Regions from separate parts of the Sus scrofa genome. Here all the other regions are linked to region 1. A link is a contact called in public Hi-C and HiChIP or PLAC-seq data. All regions are on one chromosome and are shown on one strand. The core of a region is the stretch at or near the end of the contact, and the rest is flanking DNA. Distances in the headings are between cores, read along the strand shown. Region 1 holds the start of C6H1orf216 (UPF0500 protein C1orf216 homolog). Region 2 holds the start of PSMB2 (proteasome subunit beta type-2). Region 3 overlaps CLSPN (claspin).

Region 1 (4,295 bases), core at 1,220-3,719:
AGGTTTGATCCTTGGCCTTGCTCAGTGGGTTAAGGGTCTGGCTTTGCCCCAAACTGTGGTGTAGTTTGCAGACGTGGCTCGGATCTGGCATTGCTGTGGCTGTGGTGGAGGTTGGTGGCTACAGCTCCGATTCAACCTCTAGCCTGGGGACCTCCCTATGCTACGGATTGGCCCTAAAAAGACCAAAATAAATAAATAAATAAATAAATAAATAAAAATTCAGGATTCTGTTGTTTTACAGTGAAAGAAATTCCACTCAAATTAGGCTTGGCAAAATAAGGGGCTTATTGCAAGGAATACAAGGACTTCAGGAAACAGGAACAGGACTATCACCAGGCCTTCTATCTTTCTGTGTCTGTATGTCAACACTAATTTCTCCTTCTACAGACTGACTTCTGCTTGGCAGGGAATGTGATTGCTATAGCCCTGGGCTCACATCTTCCCTGCTTTGTCTTCCTTTCATTTTATTTCAGAAAGTCCTAGAGAAGGAGTCTGACTCACCTAGAGCAGGAGTCCTGTTTCTGGACTCATCAGGCTCCCATTTGACCCATCTAGTTAGAGCTGGGAGAGACGGGGCTGGAAGGAGAGGCAGGAGGAGCTGTCTAGGGCCCACCAAACAATCAAACAATGTTGTGGCTGTGTGACATGGGGAGACTGGCATTACTGTAGACCGCCAAAGCTCAGAGACTTCACAAGTGAGGATTTGGGTCACTTCCTAGGGAAGACAACTCCAGCTGAAGGTAAGGGGAAGTTAGAGTGATTAAGGGGAAAGGGAGGCTAGTTAGGCCTCAGGACCTGATGTAGAAATGGGATGGAGGTCTCTGCATGTGTATACATTTTTTTGGTTTTTGCTCTTTTTTTTTCAGAGATACACCCACGGCATATGGAAGTTCCCAGGCTAGGGATTGAATCAGAGCTGCAGCTGCCAGCCTATGCCACAGCCACAGCAAGTGGGCATCCAAGCCGCATCTTCGACTTACACCACAGCTCATGGCTGGATCCTTAACCCACTGAGTGAGGCAAACCCACATCCAAACCCACATCCTCATGGATACTAGTCAGATTTGTTTCTTCTATGCCACAATGGGAACTCCCTCCGCATATATATTTTTAGCTGGGGGAGTACCCAAAGCTTGAGTTACTTCTTCCTTTTCCGTTTTATTTCCTTTTCTCTCTTAAAATAGTTGTCCTAATCATAAAATGATTTTTCTCTTCCACTTCCTTTATTTTGTTTACAGGATGTGTTGGTGTGATTTAATTTGCCATTTAATCTCTATTGCAGAGTGGGAAGTTAGAATTAAGCTGGGAATGGAAGAGGATGCCTCATCATAGAGATCAGACTCAAATTCTCTTAAAAAAAAAAGCAAAAGAAAGGAGGGGGAAAGACAATGGTATTTTCTAATGTATTACGACTCAAAAATGAATCCATATTAGTTTAGTTGAGGGTTTTTGTTGTTGTTGTTGTTTGTCTTTTGTAGGGCCGCACCCATGGCTTATGGAGGTTCCCAGGCTAGGGGTCCAACTGGAGCTGTAGCCGCCGGTCTACACCATAGCCACAACAACGCTGGATCCTAGCCGCGTCTGTGACCTACACCATGGCCTGCCAGAACCTTAACCCACAGAGTGAGGCCAGGGATCGAACCATAGTCCTCATGGACACTAGTCAGTTCGTTAACTGCTGAGCCACAACAGGAACTCCTAGTTGTGCTTGTTTTTAATTGGCAGGGGGAGGGGGGAGCATGGGGAAGTTATAGCCAATTGCTTGGTTTGTCCAGTAAAGGTGAGGGTGTAGAAGGGATCTTCTGGAAGATCCTATGACCTGAAGGCTAAATTTGTCCCATATTTTTTTCTGGGGCTGCCTCTCCTTAACAGCCAGTGCTTTTCGGTTTTATCAATAGAGTCAGCAATTACTCTGTTCATTAAATGACTTTAATCAGATAAGCACAAAAGAAACATATAACTTTAAATGGTGATAGCTGCTATTAAGAAAAGGAATAAAACACCCTGGAGGATAACATAAAAAGGGGGGACTAATCTGATCTGGGAGGTTAGAGGTTTTTCTGAGAAGAGATCCGAAATATGAGATGGGGGAGAGAATTTTCGGCAGAGAGAACAGTGTGGCAGAAGGGGCGTGAAGCCCAGCTGCAGAGGCGAGGGCACAGGCTGAAGCCGCAGAGGTGAAGCAGGATGCTCAGAGCCCCACGGCTGCTGCCCTAAGGATTTAGCCTGCAATGCGGAAGCCATTGAATGGTTTTAGGCAGGAAGGTGGAGACATGATCAGATTTTCATTCTGAAAATGTCACTGAATGTGCAGTGAGGCAAACCGATCGGAGGGATCCTGTGAACGCAGTTATGAAATAAAACAGAGTCTGCAAGGGCTGGGTCAAAGGTGCCGAAGGCTCAGGAGGCGGTTCCAGCGCTCCGGCCCTCGCGCGGCTCCGCGGAAAACCGAACCGACCCACGTGGGCCTGGCCGCCCCGCCCCGCCGCGCTGACGCCGCGCGACTCCGCAGTCCCGGCCTGGGTGGGAGCGCGACACGAAAACCCGCACCCACGCCCCTGCCCGCGTGGACGCCCAGGCCAAGGGACAACCCCCCCCCGCCCCCGCCACAACCCCGACGGAAGAGTTCCCGCCGCGGGCCTTCGGAACAGAGCTAGCTGGGCGGGCCGGCGCCTCCAGGCCGTGAGTGGGGGCCCGGAGCGGGAGGGTTTGGACCCCTGCCGCAGGGGGCGGGGGTCGCAGCCTCGGCCCAGCTGCCTCTTTGGGGGAGATTAAGGAAGGGCCGTCAGTATCCTCGGTCTCCCGGGGTAGTCTCCTTCCCCCACCCCCTCAAGGCTAGGCAGGAAGGGGGGCTGCCTCCTCCCACCCTTACAGAGCGCCCCACCTCGGCAAATTGCTAATTAGCTTGGAGAGAAACCTGATCCTGGGCTGTCTCCATTCCCATTTTACCGTCTCTGAGAACCCCGTGATTCTTAGTACCACCTCCACTCATCCCAGCTTCCCTCACGGCCCCCGCCCAAGCTTAGAAAAAAAGAAAACATTGGGCCAGGAAGATCTCCAAGCCCCTTGCTTAACAGGATGGAGTGTGTAGGTTACAAAGGGACTGTCCCTAAACCGTTGCTCCTAGGACCTCTTCCCACTACTGAATGTGGGAAGGGTCCCTGCTCCCTCCACTTACACTATCCCTCACTCTTACTGAACCCCCACTTTTTCGAATCCTAGTAATATATGGTCAATAGAAAGCTCTCGTCAAGTAAACACTAATTTTGGGAGAGGTCGGTTGTTGGGGAGGAAGAATAATGGGGCATGCCCTCTTTCCAGGGCCTCAGGATGGAGCAAGCTAGAGGCAGGGGCACCGGGATTGTGCTAGACATGGAGGCTTCAAAGGGCCGGGTCAGGGGAGAGAGGCTTGTCAGTGGGGGAGGGGGTTCCTCTCTGAGCAGAGGGGCGAACCTAGGCTTCAGCTGTAGCCTCTGCTACTGTTGTTGGGGTCTTCCTGAGCATAGATATCCCACTGCAGTCCCCCTCCCCCATTCACACACTCACTCGGCAAGGATCTACTGTACCTGGTTAGTGCCAGGCTCCATACTGGCTCCTGAATATGATGGAAGATATATAGAGGAATTCTATCTCTAGTCACAGAGCCAGAAGTGGAAGCTGCTATTGTAAGACAGATAAAAAAGCAAAACCCCAAAAACTTGAATAGACATTTACTGACCATCAAGAAACAAACATGGGAGTTCCCGTCATGGCTCAGTGGTTAACGAATCCGACTAGGATCCCTGGCCTTGCTCAGTGGGTTAAGGATCCGTGAGCTGTGGTGTAGGTTGCAGACACGGCTCGGATCCCGCGTTGCTGTGGCTCTGGCGTAGGCCTGCAGCTACAGCTCCAATTCGACCCCTAGCATGGGAACCTCCATGTGCCGCAGGAGCAGCCCAAGAAAATGGCAAAAAGACCCAGGGCAGTGGGGATTCAGAAGAAGGCACAGTTAGCTGTGTTAGTGTCTTTTGGGCAGAGGGGAGAATATCCAGATGGCTTAGAGAGGTGGGGCTATTAGAGCTGAGTTTTGAGGTACAAAAAGGAATTGTCTGGGTGGCAAAGGGAGGAGTTTGGAGGGAAGGGGAGAGGAAGGGTAGTGTAGGCCAAGGGAACTGTGTAATGAGAATAATGGTGTGTCCTGAGATCTCTGAGCAGTTTGGGGTGGTGGGAGGGGCAGAGTGGCAAGAAGCAATTCTGGAGCCGTGAGCAGGGGCCAGATGAAGCACGGCCTTGTAGGCCATAAAGGGGTTTAGCCA
Region 2 (4,295 bases), core at 1,049-3,548, 61 kb after region 1:
GGACCCTAGCTAGCCCAGGAACTTCCATATGCTGCAGGTGAGGCCCTAAAAAGGAAAAAAGAAAAAAAAGACTGTGAGCAGTGAGGCTCAATGAATTTTGTGCTAAGGTAGGACGAGGTAAAGCTGGGACCAGAATTAGGTGTTGATTTATAGGCCTCCCACTACATCAGGGGGTCTGTAAACTATGTCCAATGGGCCAAGTTTACCTCTCTCCCTCATTTATTTTTGTAAATAGTTTTATTGGAACATTGCCATGTTCATTGACTTATATATTGGCTATGGCTGCTTTTGCACTACAATGGCATCATTGAAAAGTTGTGGAAGATACTTTATGGCCTACAAAGCCAAAAATATTTGGCTTTACAGAAAACTGGCTATATCATGCTGTTTCAGAACCTCCGCAGGCATTTTTCTAAGATTCAGTTATTCTAAGACTTTAATTGGAGGAGGGAGTCTCCCTAATTCTTCTCTCTTTTTAGGGTCGCATCTGTGGCATGTGGAATTTCACCAGCTTGGGGTCAACTGGAGCCGTAGCCACTGGCCTATGCCAGAGCCACAGCAACGCCAGATCCCAGCCGTATCTGTGACCTACACCGCAGCTTGCAACAATGCTCCTTAACCCACTGAATGACGACAGGGTACTAACCAGCATCCCCATGACACTAGTTGGGTTCTTAACCTGCTGAGCCACAACGGGATCTCCCCCGCCCCCTGCCTTATGCGTGCGAAAGCTCCTGGGCCAGGGTTCAATCCCACGACCCTGCAGCCTGTACCATAGCTGTGGCAGTGCTGGATCCACAACCTGCTGTGCCACCAGGGAACTTCCCAATTCTCCCCAATTCTTAGTGAGATAAAACAAGTTATTTCTTGCAAATCCACTTTCCTCTATACTAACAAGAAGTTACAGAATCTCTAGTGTGACTTAGCTAGAGGAGATTTCAAGAGTCCCAGGGAGGAAAGGGCCAGACTAAAAGATACTTAGGTCCTTCCTTCTTTTTCTTCTTTTTTTTTTTTTTAGGTCCTTTTTAAAAATTGGATTTTTCCAATTCAGAATTTTGCAGCCTTTATGAATGAATGAATATCGGTATATACAAAAGAAAAAAGGTCTGGAAGGATACACATCTGGTGGGTAGCTACCTCTGGTGGGAGGAGAGATATTTAACTTCACTTCTGTATTACTTGTGTATGCATGTATATAAAATGTAACTATGTAATTTTTGCAACTGAAAAACACAAACACACACAATGACAAAGAGAGAGAAACAGAGAGAGGCTTGAGAGACTTCTTCCCCAGTAGTGTTTAAGAAAAGGAGCTTTCTAGGATGATGGATGTATCTGTGTTCATAGTGGGATGGTTGACTTAATGACCTCATTTGCCCCTGGCATCCATCCCATGATAGATGGGCTGTCCCAAACTCAAGCTCTGTGTTCCTTCATGGGCAGAGAGCTGGAAGAAACATTCCTAAGAGAGTAAGGACCACCCATTTCTGCAGAAGCAAGTGAATTGTATAGCTGTTTTTGTAGATACAATTGCAACCAGTTTTCCATTTCTGAGGAGGTTAGTAAGGCTAGCATGGAGACTCAACTGTGAAACTATTCCAATGTCAGAAACTGATCATGGAATATTTCAGTCCCCCCCCCATCCCCCGCAATGCCTGCAAGATATAAAGGGATGGCTGTGCCTTCTCCTATTAAAAAATGAGTGATATGTGAGCCTTGAGAAACACTCAAATAACAGATGTGTATAAAATAGAAAGTGAAAGTGCTTCCCTCAAATCACTGTTACCAGAAATAACTACATATAATTTGGGGTTGGAACGTCTATAAATAGACCTTTCATGATTTTAGTTTTCATGCTTAGATCTTTAATACAGCCACATTTTACCTTTATGAAGCATGTAACCAGGGCTCCTTTCAAAGGCTCTTTTTCCAGTCTAATCTAGTTTGCAGGGAAGGGGTTCCTGGGATTTACCGAGGAGAGAATGGAAACGGCCATCTAGGGACGTATGCCTTTTGGCACACACATGTACACTTTACATACGGTGCGTGATTTCCTCCCCAAGTGAGTTTTATTTTTATTTATTTTTTTAAATTACTTTTATTCTTCCATTATATTTGGCTTCCCAAGCGAGTTTTAAATTCTGTTATAAATAAAGAAACGAGGCATTACCGAAGGTAATTGGCCTATGCAGTCCAGATTTCAAGACACGACGTATAGTCACAAAGCGATAACAGACTTTAAGCCACCAATCGCCACGCCCACCTTCCAACCTCTCGCGACAGTTGAACGTCATCTAGGAGCGCCGGCTGCCGGGAAGGTCGCGCGGCCTGCGTCGCGCGGAGCTTCGCTCGGCGGTGCTGTCTCACCGGTGAGGCCGAGAAGTCGGCCAGTCCCGCGCTCTGTCGAACCTGCAGGCCCGGGCCTCCTGTCACTATGGAGTATCTCATTGGCATCCAGGGTCCCGACTATGTCCTTGTCGCTTCCGACCAGGTGGCAGCTAGCAATATTGTCCAGATGAAGGACGGTGAGAGGAAGCAGGGGAGGCCCTGCTGGGCCTGGATTTAGAGGCAGCGGGGGAGGAGTCGGGGTAGGGGTGGGGGTGAAGGGGTTTGGGGTGAGTACCAGAAAGGTCTGGGAGGTGAAACCCCGCCTGCCTTGGTCTGCGCTTACTTAATTTTAGAATTAAGAGACAGGCAGACAAGTTTAGGGCCTTGACTTTCGTTCTTCCCAGGGCTTCTGAGTCAGTACTTGCTCTGGCTTTTGCTGAATGCTTGGTAGGCGAGAGTTGCTTAATGGAAAATAGTTTTTAAGTGTGTAAGCGCCAGCCAGCTCCAGGATCCCTAGACCCCCAATCTCTGATAAATTTCCTCTTATCGCAATTGATGAGGTCAGTTTGATGGCAGCAGCAGGTGCTCCCAGGGAGAGTGAAAGAGACTATGGGGCTAGAAATCTGGCAGTTTCCATTGACTGACTATATCTTCCCCTGTCTTAGCGCTGATCCTTCTTTTCCAGGGCATTGGCTGCCACGTTTTCCTTCTATTTAAGTAGTTAGAGGACTTAGAAAACTGGAGCCCTGTCACTTACTTGCTTTATGACTTTGTGCAAGTTATTTTGCAGTGCCCAGATTTCCTCATCTGCTAAATCAAGTTAGTAATAACAGCCTCAAAATCTTGTTGCAAGGATTGAGTGAAGAAGTTTTGTGCAAATGTTTAGCACCGTAACAAATACTTAGTAATAAACATACCAAGCACTTAGGTATGTATAATTTTAAGCAACTTATATTAATTCATTAACCCTTTGAGATGGGCACTATTACATTGCCACTTTACAGAGTACACTTTACAGGCAAAAACGTTGAGAACCTTGCGTAAGGCTGCAAGTGGCAGAACCCAGATTAACTTGTGCAGTTTGACTCCCTATCTTTTGCCATAAGTGCTATACTATACTGTCTCCCTAGTTAGTATTTTAACAATGTTTAAAAGATTTTTGGTTGTTGATCTGCAGAATCCAAGAGTAGGTTTTCATAAACATTACTGATGTTGAAAAATTGTTACTCTTTGCAGATGATTTGATGTTCTTTTGACAGATAGGTTTTGGGCACCTGTATGTTCATTACAGTGCTAGGTGCTGAAGGAATGCAAAGAAGAGTAAGATGTGGCCCTAATCTGGACGTTTCAGTTTAATAAAGGATTCAGATATATGTACAAATAATTTAACAAGCTAGAAAGTGATCCTGGAGTTCCCGTTCTGGCTCAGTGGAAACAAAGCTGATGAGGAACCATGAGGTTGTGGGTTTGATCTCTGCCCTTGCTCAGTGGGTTAAGGATCCAGTGTTGCCATGAGCTGTGGTGTAGGTCGCAGATGTGGCTCAGATCTGGTGTGGCTGTGGCTGTGGTGTAGGCCTGTGGCTACAGCTCTGATTAGACCCCTAGCCTGAAAACCTCCGTATGCCTCTGGTGCAGCCCTAAAAAGCAAAAAAAAAAAAAAGAAAAAAAGGAAAAGAAGAAAGTGATGCTGCATATAAAAGATACAATCAAACTTCAAACTTCTTGGGTAGTGCTGAGGAAGCAGAGATTGTTTTTAGGTAATCCAGAGGAGGAAGAGATTCTAGTTGTAGAAACTGGAAGGCTTCGAGGGCAAATGCCAATTCATTTGGGGCTTAAGGAATGAAAAATTAAGTTGTTAAACATCTATGGTATGGATTGTTCCTCAAGTCAAATTTCTTTATGAAAGTCCATGATTAATTTGTAGAAGTTTTATTTGTAAACCGAGTTTTCCAAAGGAGTCAGTTTAT
Region 3 (4,295 bases), core at 700-3,199, 55 kb before region 1:
CTCGGGTGCAATCCTAAAAAGAAAAAAAAAAGTAATAAATAAATAAACCAACACTACTCTCACTGTAAGCCATCAAATTTCTATAAAGCTTGAGGGAGGGTTGAGTTGTGAAAACACTTGAGTTTTTACAAAAACTGAAGAATAAGGCTGTATGGGAAACTGAATAAAGCAGGCCAGAGGAATTTCTCATATATGTTTTTTTTCCCTGGGTAGGTAGCCAGAAAAGGAAAAGGGAATTGAAGAAAAAACATATGAAGGAGATACTAATAGCTGCTGAGTTAATGTTTTGGGAGCTGCATACATAGAAGTTTGGAACTGGAAAGAAGAGAAGGGTCTGTGCCTGCGGGATACCTCTTCAGTCACCAGAAAAGCCAAGAGAGAGAGCTCCGATTTGGACAAAGAGCAGACAGAGGTGAGCTAGGAAGGGGAAATCTTTTATTCTGCATTAACTTGTGCCAAACTAAAGTGAGTCTGTATTTAGATTTAGTGACCTGTATGTATTCTCAATTTTGGTGATTGGCATCCTAGTCTGGCATTCACCAGTCCAGAAACCTGAGAGTTACTAGTTTTACATTGATTCTACTGTCCCTTGCCCCTCAAGATTATTCATCAACAAGCCCTGTCAATTTTGCCTCTTTTCCCCCAATCCATCTCCTCCTCTCTATTGTTACTATCACTGACCTAGTTCAGGTCTCTATAATCTCCCACCTAGATAACTGGTCTTCCTTGCAGTTTAATCCCCTTCCAATCCATCTTTCATATGCTGCCAGAATAATCTTTCTCAAGCATACATCTAACCATGTTGCTCTCCTTCTTAATAACTCCCTCCACCACCACTACCCTCAGCTGCCCATTCAGACTGTCTAAAAACTAAGCTCTAAGCATAGCATTCCAGACTTGTTGTTCCCTGTTTAACTTTTAGCCTTCCCAATTCTGGCCATTTCCCCACCCCCCGCCACAACCCAAACACACACCCCGTGCTCTAGCTGCCCTGACCTACTTTCAGTTCCCCAACACAACATGCTTCATCAAGCCCTTGCACATACCTGGAATGCCTTCTTCCCGTGCCAGCCAGGAACATTCCAATCCATCTTTGAAACTCAGTTTAGGAGTCATCTCCCCCTGAATTGCCCCAGGCAAAATCAGGGCCCCCACAGCTGTTTGTATACATTTCTATTACACATGCCTTTTTACTTGCCTAACTTCAAACAGCAATGGGAAGCTCTCTGAGAACTAGACTGTATTTTATTTATCTTTGTATTCTCTGTGTCTAGCTTAGGCTTAAAATAGGGACTCAAGTCTTGCTGAATGAGTGGATGAATATTTGATATGTATTTTAGGTTGCCAAAATTTACAGTAAAGGAGCTTCTGCCTACAAAATAGCTGATGGTGTGTGTGCTATCACGTCTCAGGAAAAGGCCCTGGTATTTTGTTTAGTTTCATTTTTTAGGCTTATTTTATTTTATTTGCTGTGCTCATGACATGCAGAAGTTCTCTAGTCAGGGACTGAACTAGTGCCAAAGCAGGAACCCAAGCGACAGCAGGGACAACAGCATATCCTTAACCCGCTGAGCCACTAGAGAACTCCTTGTGCTTATTTTAATCATTCTTTCAACAATTATTTATTATGCATCCACTATGTGTCAGGTCCTGTGCCATTTTTAAAGGTCAGGGAGTACACCACATCAAGCAAGAAAAATAGTTCTGGCCTCTAAGCAGGCATTCTCCTGGAGAAGCTTTATAACTATATGGAATTACAGTACAAAATTGTTTTTGAAAGCAGATTCTAGAAGATGTAATTACTTCACTATTCCAAAGGAAAATTTAAACAATTCGTTGAATAATTTTAAAATGAAGCAAAGAAGAAAAAGGTTTTAGGATAGAGTAACTACAGGCACTAGATGGACTGACATGACCAAGCCCTGTCACATGGTGGCAGTGCTTCTCCAGGGATGAAGATTTAGCAGCCAAGACCTTGAGAAAAGCAAACATTTCTCACACTTCAATTCCAGACAGGGAAGAGTACTAAAAATTTAACATGGTAGACTTTCTCAATTCACAGAAAAGATGAAGTAAAAGACATAATTTGCTCAACTTTATCCCTCCAAACTTTCTTAGGCCTTTGGAATCTGTTTTTGTTTGTCTGCCAGCAAGCAAATATAAATAGAACTTTGGAATGGGCTGAATGTGTTAAATTACACAGCTTATTTTTTCATAATTGATTAATTAATTTTTTTGTCTTTTTAGGGCCACAAGCACCTGTGGCATATGGAAGTTCCCAGGCTAGGGGTCAAATCAGCAGCAGCTGCCGGCCTACACCACAGCCATAGCAACTCGGGATCCAAGCTGAGTCTATGACATAACCACAGCTCGTGGCAACACAGGATCCTTAACCCACTGAGGGAAGCCGGGGATTGAACCTGCATGCTCATGGATACTAGTCGGGTTCGTTAACACTGAGCCATAATGGGAACACCAATATTTTCATAATTAATTTTTTGTATTGATTTTTTGTGATATAATTATAGATCCTACTAGTGAAAACATTTCCTAATTTATATGACCCAAATAAATGTGTCAGTATTGAAATGTATTTCCTGTATTCTTTTTTTTTTTTTTTTTTTTTGTCTTTTTGCTATTTCTTGGGCCGCTCCCGCGGCATATGGAGGTTCCCAGGCTAGGGGTTGAATCAGAGCTGTAGCCACCGGCCTACGCCAGAGCCACAGCAACGCGGGATCCAAGCCGCGTCTGCAGCCTACACCACAGCTCACGGCAACGCCGGATCGTTAACCCACTGAGCAAGGGCAGGGACCAAACCTGCAACCTCATGGTTCCTAGTCGGATTCGTTAACCACTGCGCCACGACGGGAACTCCTATTTCCTGTATTCTTATACTTTCAGGTGCTCTGCCAATCAAGCCAATTTGAGAGGCATGGTCTAATCCAATGTTTCCTAACTACAGATAAGGAAAACAAGGCTCGAGAAGCTAAATGTCCTATCTAAAATCACAAAGCCATTTATGGAAGAGGTTCAAGGCTAATTCCTGCCAAGTGAACACTCCAGACCTTACCTTCACCTCCCTCTATCAACTTCATAAACAGAGCTTGTTGGATGATTAACCTTGAGAATCAAGAGACAAAGAGGAGTCAAAGTGACTTCCAGATTTCTGAACTGGTGAATTGGATTATGGCGCTCTATTCTCACCAAAATTAGGAATACAGATTGCTAACTTCAAATACAGACCCACTTTAGCTTGGCCCAAGTTAATACACAGAACAAAAGATTTCCCCTTCTCAGTTCACTCCTGCCACCTATTGTCCAAATCAGAGCTCCCTCTCTGTTTCTCTGGTGACTGAAGAGGTGCTCCCCAAAGAGAGGAAAATGCTAATTAGTTCTGGAAATGCTAATATCAGAAGTATCATCTCATTTATTCACTTCCAGAGGGTGTACAAGAAGAATAATATAGTTGTCAAGTGAGTGAGTTAATGTTTAACAAATTAAACTGACTTGACTGACTTCCCTACTATGAGCCAGGAAAGCCCTTGGTTCTCAAAGTGTGCTCTCCATACCGGCTGCATTAACATCACCTGAGAATTTGTTAGAGATGCAGGTTCTTGGGCCTCACATCAGACATACTGAATCAGAAATTCTGGGAATGGGGTCCAACAATCTGTTTTTACCAGGCCTTCAGGTCATTCAGATGCATGTTTAAATTAAAGAACGACTATTCTAGAATGAGAATATGGTGTTAAAGAAAATGTGGTGTTAAAGAGCTTGTCCTCTTTTATTTTTTTTATTTTTTTATTTTTTTGCCATGCTTGCAACATGAGGAAGTTCCAGGGCCAGGGGCCAGGGATAGAATAACCTAGCCACAGCAGTGACAATGCAGGATCCTTACCCCTCTGCCCACCAGGGCACTCTGGACAATGCTTGTTCTTTTGAAGCAATGATATACAAATAGACAAAAATAAAATTTTAGCTAGAGGTGAGTGCTACCAGGGAAACCAGTACAGGGGACAGAAGGACAATGTAGAAGGTGTCCAGGAAAGATCCCTTTGAGGAGTGTGAGCTCGGGAGTCAGAGTGAACGGGGTGTGAATGTTGGCTCCACCAGTTACTAGCCCTTTATTTTTTTTTGGGGGGGGATAAGGTGTACTTTATTTTATTATTATAAAAGTATAATTGTCTCACAATCAGCCTTTTAAATATTTTGTTTCCTCCTCTGGTAAAATAGAGATAGTAATATCAACTTACAAAGTTACTCTAAAGATTAAATAACAACTGCAAAATTCTCAC

Evidence for each region. Hi-C and Micro-C count contacts between places; a contact is called where the count stands out from the background. HiChIP or PLAC-seq counts read pairs in DNA pulled down with a chosen protein or histone mark.
Region 2: a contact with region 1 is called in an H3K27ac HiChIP or PLAC-seq map of alveolar macrophages. The contact joins the promoter of PSMB2 here to the promoter of C6H1orf216 in region 1. A contact is called at or near these places in 2 of 47 Hi-C or Micro-C datasets (fetal skeletal muscle and fibroblasts) and 1 of 2 datasets of contacts at active chromatin or transcription factors (alveolar macrophages).
Region 3: a contact with region 1 is called in a Hi-C map of skeletal muscle, with 2.2 times the contacts expected there. The contact joins the enhancer-like site here to the promoter of C6H1orf216 in region 1. A contact is called at or near these places in 1 of 5 promoter capture datasets (liver), 4 of 47 Hi-C or Micro-C datasets (embryonic fibroblasts, epiblast stem cells and skeletal muscle) and 2 of 2 datasets of contacts at active chromatin or transcription factors (alveolar macrophages and skeletal muscle).

Annotation. Positions count from the first base shown.
Region 1 is chr6:91,888,677-91,892,971 of Sscrofa11.1, reverse strand. It overlaps C6H1orf216 (UPF0500 protein C1orf216 homolog), which reads left to right and starts at 2,469. Exons shown (of 2, transcript XM_021095921.1): 1 at 2,469-2,682.
Region 2 is chr6:91,827,945-91,832,239 of Sscrofa11.1, reverse strand. PSMB2 (proteasome subunit beta type-2) reads left to right here and starts at 2,298. Exons shown (of 6, transcript XM_021095920.1): 1 at 2,298-2,525. The coding sequence starts at 2,435.
Region 3 is chr6:91,943,500-91,947,794 of Sscrofa11.1, reverse strand. CLSPN (claspin) reads left to right here. Exons shown (of 26, transcript XM_021095923.1): 2 at 214-412. Among named protein-coding and RNA genes, the nearest start is that of CLSPN, 22 kb to the left of the region's middle. Within about 2 kb of position 1,949, at least 18 of the 83 cell types and tissues checked have an H3K27ac peak or open chromatin away from gene starts, as enhancers often do. A contact at or near this core is called in liver and skeletal muscle, where this site is marked.